Regions from separate parts of the Rattus norvegicus genome. Here region 2 is linked to region 1. A link is a contact called in public Hi-C data. All regions are on one chromosome and are shown on one strand. Each heading gives the region's core, a stretch centred on a gene start, on an enhancer-like site or on the middle of the called end of the contact. The rest is flanking DNA. Distances are from core to core; before and after follow the strand shown.

Region 1 (5,744 bases), core at 1,116-3,615:
CCACTGTGGGAGGATGTTTTGGGTGTCACACATTCACTTAATGAACGTTTATAGGTTCTGAGCAGTAAGGATAAAGTGATAAACAATGGAGTTGAGTTATACACCCCAGGGAATATAAAATGGAGGGAATTTATCTGTTAATTAACAGATAAATAGGCAATCACAGAGTGTAGTAAGTGCTATGAAGAAAGTTAAGATGATGGGAAGTACTTCATACGATTAATAGAGCTTCCTTGTAGCAGGATGAATGTAAACACTCCAAATTGTTAGGTCCAAAGGAAACTCCCATTTCCAAAACTCAAAATGCAGTCCAGAGATCCAGAAATGGGCTCAATCTGTACTTTAGGAGGGTTTCTGGTAGAAAGATAAAAGCCAGCATTTCTCAGGAACTTGTGAAGCCAGTCTCTTCCTACCAAAAAAAAAAAAAAAAAAAGAAAGCCTTCTCTCTTATCACTAGCAGAGGGGACAAATGGCTACCTGTGGTGCCTATTAGCATATTAAAGCTGATGCTGGCCTTCAGGCTCCCTCAGTGTCACAAACGCTTGTTAACATTTCAAAATCCTGCTAAACCTCTCACCTCTTCCCTTGCTTCCTAAACTCCCTCCAACTTAAGGGCTTCCCTACTCCCAGGTACTCATTCTCCTTATAACCCTGCTAGTTTTGCAGGAGTCTCTCTCTCTCTCTCTCTCTCTCTCTCTCTCTCTCTCTCTCTCTCCTCTCTTTCTCCCTTCCTCCCTCTGCCTCTGCGTGTGTGTGTGTGTGTGTGTGTGTATGTGTGTGTGTGTGTGTGTGTGTGTGTGTGTGTGTGTGTATTCTGCTCCTGCTTTTGTATAAACTGACAACATAATCAGCACTCTGTTGAGGAGAAGGCTTTTATTGTAGTAATAAGAAAGAGAAGCGCCAGAGGCATCTTGAAGAGTCCAGAGCAGAAAGGAAGTAGTAGACTGAACTTGACCATCAGATTAGACCAGGCCCATGAGAGACTAGGGGGCAGAGTAGAGAGATTGGAGGGAGGGAGAGCAAGCACATTGAAAATAGCAGGGCTATAAGGAGGAGTAAAGGGAGTAGGGAGCCTCTGAGTTGGAGGGGGTTTAGGGTAAGGGAGGAGGTGATAAGAATTAGGAGGCTGGAGGGATGGTTCAGATGGTTCACTGACTGCACTTCCAGAGGTCCTGAGTTCAATTCCCAGCAACTACATGGTAGTTTACAACCATCTGTAATGGGATCAGATGCCCTCTTCTGGTGTTTCTGAAGGCAGTGACATCCTACTCATATTAAAATTTTTTTTTTAAAGTTAAGAGGCTAGCACTGACTGAAACGATTAGCGGGTACTTGTGATACTGTGCTTTAGTACCCTAAACGGCAGGCATCCTTTGCCTTTTGGAATTTGGGGAAATGGAGCTTCCTTTGGACCTGACGCTTCTTTCACCCAGATCCAGTCTATCTCTTTCTCTGCTCTGAATGTTCTCCCTCATATCTACAATAAAACCCCTCTGCGTAGGAATGGGTCATGTTGTCAGTGTATACATGAATGTTAGAACTTGTTTTGAAAACTACTGATACTGAGAGGAGACATGAGAAGATGAAGAGACAAGTATCTTTTGTCTTGATCAAATCATTATGTTTAGGGGGATTGTCGTGGAGATTGAACCCAAGGCTAAATACATGCTAGGGAAGCCCTCTACCACTGATCTACATTACCGGGCCCAAAGACAAGACACCAGATTAGATTTAGCCTTGCAAAAAGATCAATCTGCTGTGTTAGCTGCAGAGACCAGAGTGGAGGTAGAACTGCATGAGGTCAGGCAGATGATGGTAGATCGAGAAGATGGTGACCGTGGTAGGTGGGTATGGGAAAGACTGGCACTAAATTTGCAAGCGGTTTTGCAGAAACTTGTTTAAATGTGGCACAATCTATTATGTTAATCCAGTCCAGTCCTACGTTCCCAGAGCTCTACATTCCAGAAAGTCACTATTGTGACTGCTCACTGGAGTGAGGAGGGAAGTATGGTGCATCACTAAATATCAACCTCAAGCTGAAGGAAAGAGAAAGATCTGAAAGGTGAGGTCGAGCTCAGCCTAGCTCCGCCCCTGTTACCTGATTGTCCGGCCCGGCCCTGGCCCAAGTGGCCTCCTACTTTCGCACCGCAGCCCCAGCTTCCGGCTCTGGGAAGTTTGGCCGGAAGCAGTCCGCCTTAACGACCCCCCCCCCCCACTCCCGCCGCCCCTTCCAGCTCCTAAACCTCCAATGGGTTCCAACAGAGGACCCGTCGGTTGCGCTTGCGCGAGGGTCGCACGCAATCACGCGCGCCGGCCGCTTCCGGTGCGCCGCGAGGGCCGCCGGGACGGGTCTCCCTGGCGATCAGTGGTGTGCTGTCGCCGCTGCCACCAGCGCGCCGGTGCCGCGTAGACTCGTGTGCCCTTGCTACCTAACTCGGGCTTCCCGGGGCCTGACCCCCGGGGCCCTCGGCAGGCGTCGGCCGAGCCTGTTCGCGAACCTTCGGTCCTCCACTCGCCCTTCACGACCCCGCAGCGCGACTCGGACAGGGAGCGAGAGGGACTGTGGCGACTCCGCGCCTTGTGTCGCCGGGCGGGGCCGCGGGGCCGGGGCTCCTCCAGCCCCCGGGATGCGTGCGCGAGCTCTCGCCTCCACTTTCTCTTTACCACTGTCACGCTTGGAGCCGCCTCTCGCCTACAGCGGGGAGCGCGAGTGCACCGATCAGCACCCCTGTCGAGCCCCGGTGCCGGGTACCCCCGGGAATGTGAGCCGTGAGGCTCGCAAGCTCCTCCGGGTAAGTCCGGCCCTCTAGGCTCAAACCGCCTGGCCGAGGTGCACAGGCACCTGAGTGTGGGGTGCTGCGGCTACCTCTCCAGCTTCTGTTTGTCCCGTGCCACGCGGAGAACCATTCCCTTTAGTCTCTGTCTTAGGGACAGCCCAGAGAGGGGAAGAAGAAGGTAGTCCGTGGCTGAGATGAAGGTAGAAACCATCATCTGAGGTTGCACGGAAGGTTTGGTAGGGTGAAGTGTCTCATCCCAGGCGTGGCCCTTCTATTCTACAGATGAGAAAAATATTTAAAGAGGGAAAGTAACCCGTTTAAGGCCGTATAGGGATCTGTAATAGTGCTATTCAACGGTGGGACCTAAATTAGGAGTCAGACCTTATGTCCTCAAAAGGGCCCTCTTCTCTTTAATTTTCTTGTTTTGGTGTTTGAGACAGGGTCTCATGCATCCCAGGCTGGCCTCAAACTCACTATCGTAGGTGAGGTTAACTTTCAACTGATTTCTGTCCAGCTTCCATCTCTTAAGTCCTAGAACTGTAGGCAGTCCCCACCACACCCAACTCACAGAGCTGTTTTTAACCTTCATGTTTTTCTGTAACTCTTTGCTTCGCTGTACGAGGCGGGTTCTGAACACAAACTTGGACCCAGATGTAGGGCACTGTAGTCGAACAAGATAGGCTAGTTGTGGCTGCTAAAACATGATGTTCTGTTCTTTACAGACGCACTGCTTTCTTCACAAGGCTTTTAAGGGCCAGGATATCAGTTATATATAGGGCAAAACGGTTGAGCCTCATATGTTCTTGGTGTGCAGCTGCCCTTACCAATTTGCCTGTTACTTACAGAGCCACAGTGTAGACTGTCTCCTTGGGTTTCACTAGGACTGTTGGGAAGCAGATTGGCAGATTGTTTTTTAGTTTTTCTCTCTTTTTTTTCTTTGTAAGGTTTTAGGGAAGAATTTCAGAAGAGAAGTTAACTTTGCGCCGACACAACTATAAAATGCCTAAGGAATATATGTTCTTAACTTGGTGTATATCTTTAAGATGAGGACTGGAAAGATGGCTCAGCAATTAAGACCATTGACTGCTCTTCTAGAGGTCCCTGACTCAGTCCCCAGCACGCACATGGCAGTTCACACCTGTCTGTAGCTCCTTTTCCAGGAGATCTGACATGCTATGCAGGCAAAACACCAGTGAACATTTTTTTTTTTAATTTAAAGACTGGGACTGTAGAAATGGCTCAGTAGTTTTTTGGGTTTTCCTCCTACGTATGAGGGGGTGCTGTGTGCATATATGTTCATGCGTTGTAGATGGAAGTTTGCAACATGTGGAGACCCAAGTTTTGTGTCCAGAATCTTACTAGATAACTCTCTCCTTTGAAGCAGGGTCCCTCAACCAAAACCAGGGATGGGCAGCATGACTCCCCTCTTAAGATCCTGTCTCCACTTTCCAGGACTGTTATTATAGATATGCTGTCACACCCAACATACATGTGGGCTCTAGGGATCCCAACTCTCACCCTGTTACTTGCTGAACAGGTGCTAGCACCGAAAGAAATACTTTTGACAGGTGTGAAAACTAAAACCCCTCCTCTACAGCACTCAGACAACACAATATTTCACCCCCATTTTAAAACAGAGTATTTTATTTTATGTGTATGAGTGGTTTTGCATGTATGTCTGTGTACCACACATGTGCCGGATGCCCACAAAGGCCAGAAGATGTCATCAGATCCCCTAGAACTGGAGTTACAAATCGCTGTGTGCGGTCCTGTGGGTGTTGGGAACTGAACCTGGGTCCTCTGGAAGAGCAGCAGGGAACCTCTCTGGCTTTCCATGCCTCTTTGAAACATGCACATATGTATGTACGGATACACATGCATGCACACATTTGGGGACGGGGGGGGGGAGGGGGGAATGCCCTTAGTGTATGTGAAAGGACGGTTTCAAGAACCCCTGTGAAGAACTGGGGGTAGGGCTCTTACCTTCAGAGCTTGGGCTCACTGTATCATCATCATCATCTCCTAAGAGAAAAAGATGAGACCAGTAGGAAATACACTCGTCTCTGTTCAGCTAGTAAGAATTCGGGCTTGTATCCAAGTCTCCTGATTTCCCTTTCTCCTTTTGCTCGTCCGTTACCATCTCTGAGGTCTGAATGAGCTGTGTGTGGGCTCTGTCCTACCTATCGGTGTGTTAATGTTTGAGTTCACTGTCACAACTCTATCTCCTGGTGTTTGTTCTATAGATCTAAAGAGCAGTCGTGTTTCCTTCTCATAAAATTCCTCCCTCTAAGGATTGAGTTGGTGAAATTCCAATTTAGTTCATGGCCATAATTAGCTCTTCTTGAACAATTCAAATTTTTATGCCTGTCTTTTCCTAGACCCCCACCAAAAACAAAAAAAGAAAGAAAGAAAAGAAAAGCTACCTGGCACTAGGGACTGTGTTGGTTTGTCGGGTTACTGTTCGGTTTTTGGCTTTGGTTTGGTGTTTTCTTTTGAGTCAAGTTCTAATGTCCTGTGGTTTGGCCTTGAACTCCTGATCCTCCTGTCTCTGCTCCAGGTGCTGGAATTACAGGTATACTCCTACCAGACACAACAGCAAGGGTACTGTTCAGATCTGTGCTGTCTGCACTACAGCCGCTAGCCATGCAGTTACACTTCGGTATACCGAAAATTAGTTCGCTTTTGCCAGTCGCCCTATTTCAGGTTCCTGGTAAGCATCTGTGACTGGTGGCTTCCATATTGGCAGCATTATTAGAGAGCATTTCCACCAGAATTTGTCTCATAGTCCTACTGCAGAAGACTGCCAGTCAAGCTGGGTGGCACTGTAACATTGTGAGGAAAAGAACCGAGGGCTCAATTTTTAGATCAAAAACCTATTTTCGATATTTGGGCCTCGTGGGTGGGTGGGTTGTTAAATATCTTCATACAGATGATAGGCTTTAATAGTGAACTCCTTTATTAGCACAG
Region 2 (5,745 bases), core at 2,363-4,862, 220 kb before region 1:
ATTCCCTTCAAGGGGGCTATGGCTTGGACCTGGTATATGCCTAGGCTTGGCCTAAGCTGGACCTCTAGGACTTGGGCTGCAGCTAGTCACTTTAACCCCTTCTGCAGTGAGTACTGAGGATTTAGCCTAGAACCCAGAGTGTGCCAGGCGAACGTTCCACCACTGAACCAGATCTCCAGCTTTAACTGCTTTTAAGCTTGTTTGAGATGTACTAATGGATAGCGTGATTCATCCCATTGAGGGTTGTTGAGGGATTAGCGGCATCACGGCTCAGAAGCACAGAAAAAGCGGGAGGCTTGGTCTGATAGAAGCTGGCAGTACATTTGGGTCAGGGGACTCCGCACAGCTTCCCCAGTGGCCTTTTCATTGACTAGAAGACCAGCAAACAGCAGGAGATGCTCTGCCACCTTCCGTCTCTTGAGAAGTTTTGTTTTTTTGAGAGAAGGACTCGCTAGGTAACCTAGGGTGGCCTCAAACTTGCACTGAGGTCCCTCCTGCCCCAGCCTCTGAGCGCTGGGCTACAGGTATGAATTATCACACGAAGCACTTGAGGGCTCTCTCAAGGAAGAACTCCACACTCCCACAAGGAGGCCCCTGATGTGATTGCTGCTCATGAAGGTGCAGGCTCGACTCAGGTGGGGAAGGAGCACCTCAAATGACTTGTCAGCTCCAACCTAATCAGAGGATCAGTGATAAAGTCCTCTAGGCTGGGCAGCCAGTAGTATTTCTAACACCACCACCAGAGTTTTCAAAACAAACAGATCCTCTGAACAGTGCAGTCATCCTGCAAGGCCATGGCCAGAGACGGCTGGCTGGGGAGGGGATCCAGTATATCCCTTGGACTATAACAGGAACAACACCAAAGGGCCAAGCCAAATGGGGACCATCCCAAAGGAATCCAAGTTGATCCAGCAGCAGCAGCAGCCTTAGGAACATTCAAATCCTTGGTGAGAATGAGGAGGGTAACAACGGGGATGGGTGCTTCCTGTCTGCTGGACCAGAGCCAAGCAATTTATTTTGAACACATTGTTTCATTGGACCCTATGTGGAATAATACCGCCGCTGTCCCCATTTTGAGGTTCAGAGAGGTTAAGCAAGTGATGCTTTTACCTTTTTGTCATTGTTGTTGTTTTGATTCTGTAAGACAAAGGTCTCATGCAGCCTAGGCTGGGCTCAAACATGCTGGGTAGCCAAAGATGACCTTGAATGTCAGATCTTCCTGTCTCTACCTCCCCACTGATGAGATTTCAATACATGACACAATTCCAAATTTTATCCCATTTTATGCATGATGGGCACAATGTTCCCAGCCTTATTATTATTATTATTATTATTATTATTATTATTATTATTATTTTATTATTAATTATTGACAGCATCTCATGTAATCCAGACTGGCCTATAGCTCCTTATGTATATAGTACACTATAGTTATCTTCAGACACACCAGAAGAGGGCATCAGATCTCATTACAGATGGTTGTGAGCCACCATGTGGTTGCTGGGATTTGAACTCAGGACCTCTGGAAGAGCAGTCAGTGCTCCTAACCACTGAACCATCTCTCCAGCCCCTATAGCTCCTTATATAGCCAAGGATGACCTTGGCCTCCTAACCCTCCTCCCTCCATGTCTCAAGTGTTAGGATTACAGCCTGCATCATCACGCCAGCAGACTCTTCTTTTAGGTAATAGTAGCACGCAGTTAAGTTGGCATTAGGATTCAGACCTGAATGGAGCACAATGTTTGTTTAAGTGTTGGAGGGAAGGTATTTTCTACTCCTACAAGGGTATTTTCTCCTCCAGGAGCTTAGCACTCCCCCTAAGGTCAGGCCCTGTGCCAAGCACTTTACATATTTTATCTCTTTATCTTCATAACCTCATTGTGAGTAAGTGATTTTACTATCGACATTTCTACAGATGTGAAAGTGAAGGCCTGAGACTGGGCGACTTGCTGGGGTTCAAAACCAGGCAGTCACATTACTGAGCTGCCCAGTGCTGGAACAAGAGCCAGTGTGGGCTGGACCAGAACCCAGGACTCCTCGGAGGCTAGCTGTACATTCTCTCTGTTGGCAGCACTGTTCCTTAAAAGCGTGCTGGCCTGAAGCCCAAAGAGTGAAATCACACCCTGCGGTTCTGGGAACCTCAGACTGGAGAAGAAGGAAGCTGCTTCTGTGAGGCTCAAGTCTGAGCAGGTGTGCTGGGACTGTTTCCTCTTCTTGCTGGAAGGAGCCTGCTCGCCCTGGCAGGGTGGGGCAGCCCTTGTCAGTACCCTGTGGGAGCAGGGCGGGAGGCAGGTGTGCCCAATAAACAGGTCTGAGTCTTCCTGCCTTCCAGCCTTTATTCAGCTCCAGTACACCCCCAACCTCCCGCCCTACCTACCCCCCAACCCCCGCCCCGTGCACACACCTAGATGCCTGCCTGGCAAGCAGGGAAGTGATGAGAGTTCAAGGTTGGAGTCAGAAGGCTTGCTTCCTGGCTCTGGTTCAGGCCTCTCCTGGTGTGCACTCCTGACCTTCAGCTCCCTCATGTGTGTAGTGGTGGTGGTAGTGGCGGGGAGGCAAAACCTTCCAGCCTTTTCAGTTAACACACTATTTATTAACCGCCTCCGGTAAGCTGGAGAAATAGCCAAAGCGAAGTTTAAGCCGGGTTTCATGCATCTTAGACTCTAGCAAGGACAGACTGACTCAGATCAAGTCTTCATTGAATCGAAGGTACTAGGGCGGCTGAAACACTTCTAAGGGAAGGGTAGCATAGGCTTGAGGTAGGAGAGCAACAAATGGCACTCACAAGGTTGGTGGGTAAGGATGCCCTAAAGATGCCATTCTTTGGAGAATAGCTGATTGGCATGGCAGCTCCTTTTCAGAAGGCTCACACTAAGAAAGCGGAGAAGACCAATGGGCCCTGGAGGCTGACAGAAGCTTAGCCAATTCTAGACACTGGGCTACAGTAAAAGACATGATTGAAAATTTTTTTCAACGGGGGTTATTGGCTGGGCCTGGGGGAGAGAGATGTTAGGCTTAATAGGAAATGGGGGGGTTGCTTCAAAGAAAACAGGAATGCCACCCTCTCTGAGAAGCCTTCTCTGATTTCTCCGCCGCCTTTGACCTGTGCGAGTCTCCCTCCCTCTCTGGCCTTGCAGTCTGGGTAGAGAGAGAACTTAGGCCTCCGAAGATATCTCTTTTGCTGTTGCGGAGTACTGCGGCTTCAAACGCGGTTCTAAGCCTCCTGGAGCCTCAGTTTCCCCAGCTGTGTAGAAGCAGGTTGTCTGGCAAGGGCCCGCCCAGCGCTAACGCAACGTGATTCGCTCTAGCAGTAAGGAGGGGGTGCCCGCATTGCTGCGCAGGCACCAGGCTGCTGGCCCGGGCACCGCCACCTGGCTGCCGGCGCTTTTTTTCCCTGCGGGGGGCTGCGAGACCTGGTCGCCGCGCCAGACTCTGAGCAGGAAAAGCGGGGGTGCGACCCCAGGCTCTCGCGGCCCCGCCCCCGCAGCCAGCCCGCCTGCCGCAGCCGGGGGCCCGAGCTCCGCCCTCCACCCGCCCGCCCGGCTGCCTCCTCCCTCCTCCTCGCTCGCTGGCTCGCTCGCTCGCTCCCTCCCCCGGGCGGGCTCGGCGCTGACTCCGCCGCACGCTGCAGCCGCGGCTGGAAGATGGCGGGGAACGACTGCGGCGCGCTGCTGGATGAAGAGCTCTCGTCCTTCTTCCTCAACTATCTCTCTGACACGCAGGTACTGCCAGCTGGGAACGCAGGCCAGGGACTAGGGTGCAGAGCCGCGGGGCTGCAGCCGCAGCTGCAGAGGAAGGAGTGCAGCGGTGGGCGCACCGGGGCGATCGGGGGGTTCAGGCTGCAGAGCCCCCCCTTCCACGTGCCTTGCCCTGCGCTCCGTTACAGTCGTAGCAAGCTGCAGGTCGCCGGCGCATGCTGTAGCATTGGGGGATACAGCTAGGGCCACCTAGAGTCTACTGTCCCCCACCGGCAAAGTTGAGGGGTACTACGATTCCTCTGGCAGGTAGAATCCAGCCAGGGTCGGGGGATCCCTAAAGGCTGGCTCTGGGTTTTGTAGGCGCGTCCTCGGCGCCCGGCACTTGCTGCCGTACTTTCACGTGCACTTGTGGCGGGGCTAAGGGAGATGATCGATAGCCCTGGAGTCCCCTCGTTCTCCAGCATCGGGTACCCCGTAGCCCCCCACCTGCTCTGGCAGCGCAGAGTTTCCTGTCAGTTGCTGGCTAGGGGGATAGGGGTCGGCGGGGCACGTGGACATGCGGGCGGAGATTGCGTCTTCCAGCTCTCACTATCCGGAGGAGACCCGCTAGGAAAGAGCAAGGCAGGATCCGGGCGGAAGGACTATCTCGGGGGTGCCTGGGTCCCCCTGCGGCGCGCGGCCCCGGCGCGCGCTCCACGATGCAGGGGGAAGGGAAGGTGAGGCGGCGTCCCGGGCTCTGGCTGAGACTGGGAGCCTCACCGGCTACAAGCGCATGACAGGAGTGTGCCCTGGTGTATGGGAGGGAGGACGAGGAAGCTGCGGTCTTGGAGACTAAAATGGGGGTTTGCTGCTGGGACAAGCAGTTGCGGGGAAATGTGTGCACGCGGCGTGGGGGCCCCCACCTCTTCCTCGGTTTCCCCCAGCCCATGCCTGTTGCAAGCCTAAAGTTTGGCTCCCGAGTTAGGGCTTTTACTCCTGGCTCCTGGCTGTGTGTCCCCGAGAGGCTGGGAATGCGACAGAGCCTGGGAGGAGACCCCGGATGAGGGGACACGCCTGGGTACGAAGAGGGGCTGCAAGGCGGAAACCCGCGGGACTCGCGGGGACCGGCTGAGTACCTGGTGTGGAAGCGTTTGTGCCGGCCCGTTTTGCATAACACTGGGAGGGAGGGGAAGGGGGGGCGGGAGGTGGGAGGAGAGAGGGAAACTTTGCTTCTGGTTAGAATCTACCAGTCTTTGGGCGGTAGCAGCTGTCATGGGACCGGGTGGGCGGGGAGAGGCTTGCAAGCTGACTCCTTGCAGTGAGACGCGACTTGGAATGGGGACGCCACGGCCGAGACGTTCTGCTCCGGGAAGACTCCTGGTAGCGACTTCAGGCTGGCGACTAGGACAGGCGTCGTGGCGGGGTGTCGCCGAGAGGAAGCCCGCCACGCGCGGGAGACGGCGGTCCGTAGCTCTATACAAACGCCGTGGCGTCCGGGAGCCGCGGGGCCGCGTGGTGTGTGGCTGGCGCGCTCGGGTGGGTTCATACATAGCAGAGGCCCAAGGGGCTGGTGGCGAGTGGTCGCGCTTCTTCAGGTCGGGAGGGGTTGTTAATGAGCATGAGCGGGCTGTGCGCGGGTGTGTGTGTGTGTGTGTGTGTGTGTGTGTGTGTGTGTCCCCTGAGCGTGTGCACACGCCGCGCGCGCCAGGCGCGTACCTTTACCTCTGACGAAACTGCAGTGGAGCTCCCAGCAGCGTCGCTGGGCACGGTCACACGCCCGGTGTTTGTGTCTGCCCACGGCGGGCCTTAGCCTCAGCACCCCGGGAGTGGACAGCGTGGAACCAGGACAGGAGGTGGTAGGGATATGGGGGTCCCGGACAAGACTTGCACCCCAGATCTTGATTGCTTGGAGTCGTGTCTGTATCTTTACACTTAAGAACCGAGTAGAACAGGCCCAAAAATAGCCAGTGAGACTCTTTCACCCATACCAAGGTTGTCCGCTCTGGATAGGACCCTCTTTAACTCTAGCTTTGGTGTTTGTCTCACCGCTAATTGTTTGCCCTTTTAG

Evidence for each region. A called contact is a pair of places that touch in the nucleus more often than the background predicts.
Region 2: a contact with region 1 is called in a Hi-C map of frontal cortex, with 2.3 times the contacts expected there. The contact joins the promoter of Ppargc1b here to the promoter of Hmgxb3 in region 1. A contact is called at or near these places in 3 of 12 Hi-C or Micro-C datasets (frontal cortex, hepatocytes and mammary epithelial cells).

Annotation. Positions count from the first base shown.
Region 1 is chr18:56,905,040-56,910,783 of GRCr8, reverse strand. Hmgxb3 (HMG-box containing 3) reads left to right here and starts at 2,365. Exons shown (of 20, transcript NM_001427262.1): 1 at 2,365-2,792.
Region 2 is chr18:57,129,333-57,135,077 of GRCr8, reverse strand. Ppargc1b (PPARG coactivator 1 beta) reads left to right here and starts at 3,612. Exons shown (of 12, transcript NM_176075.3): 1 at 3,612-3,722. The coding sequence starts at 3,645.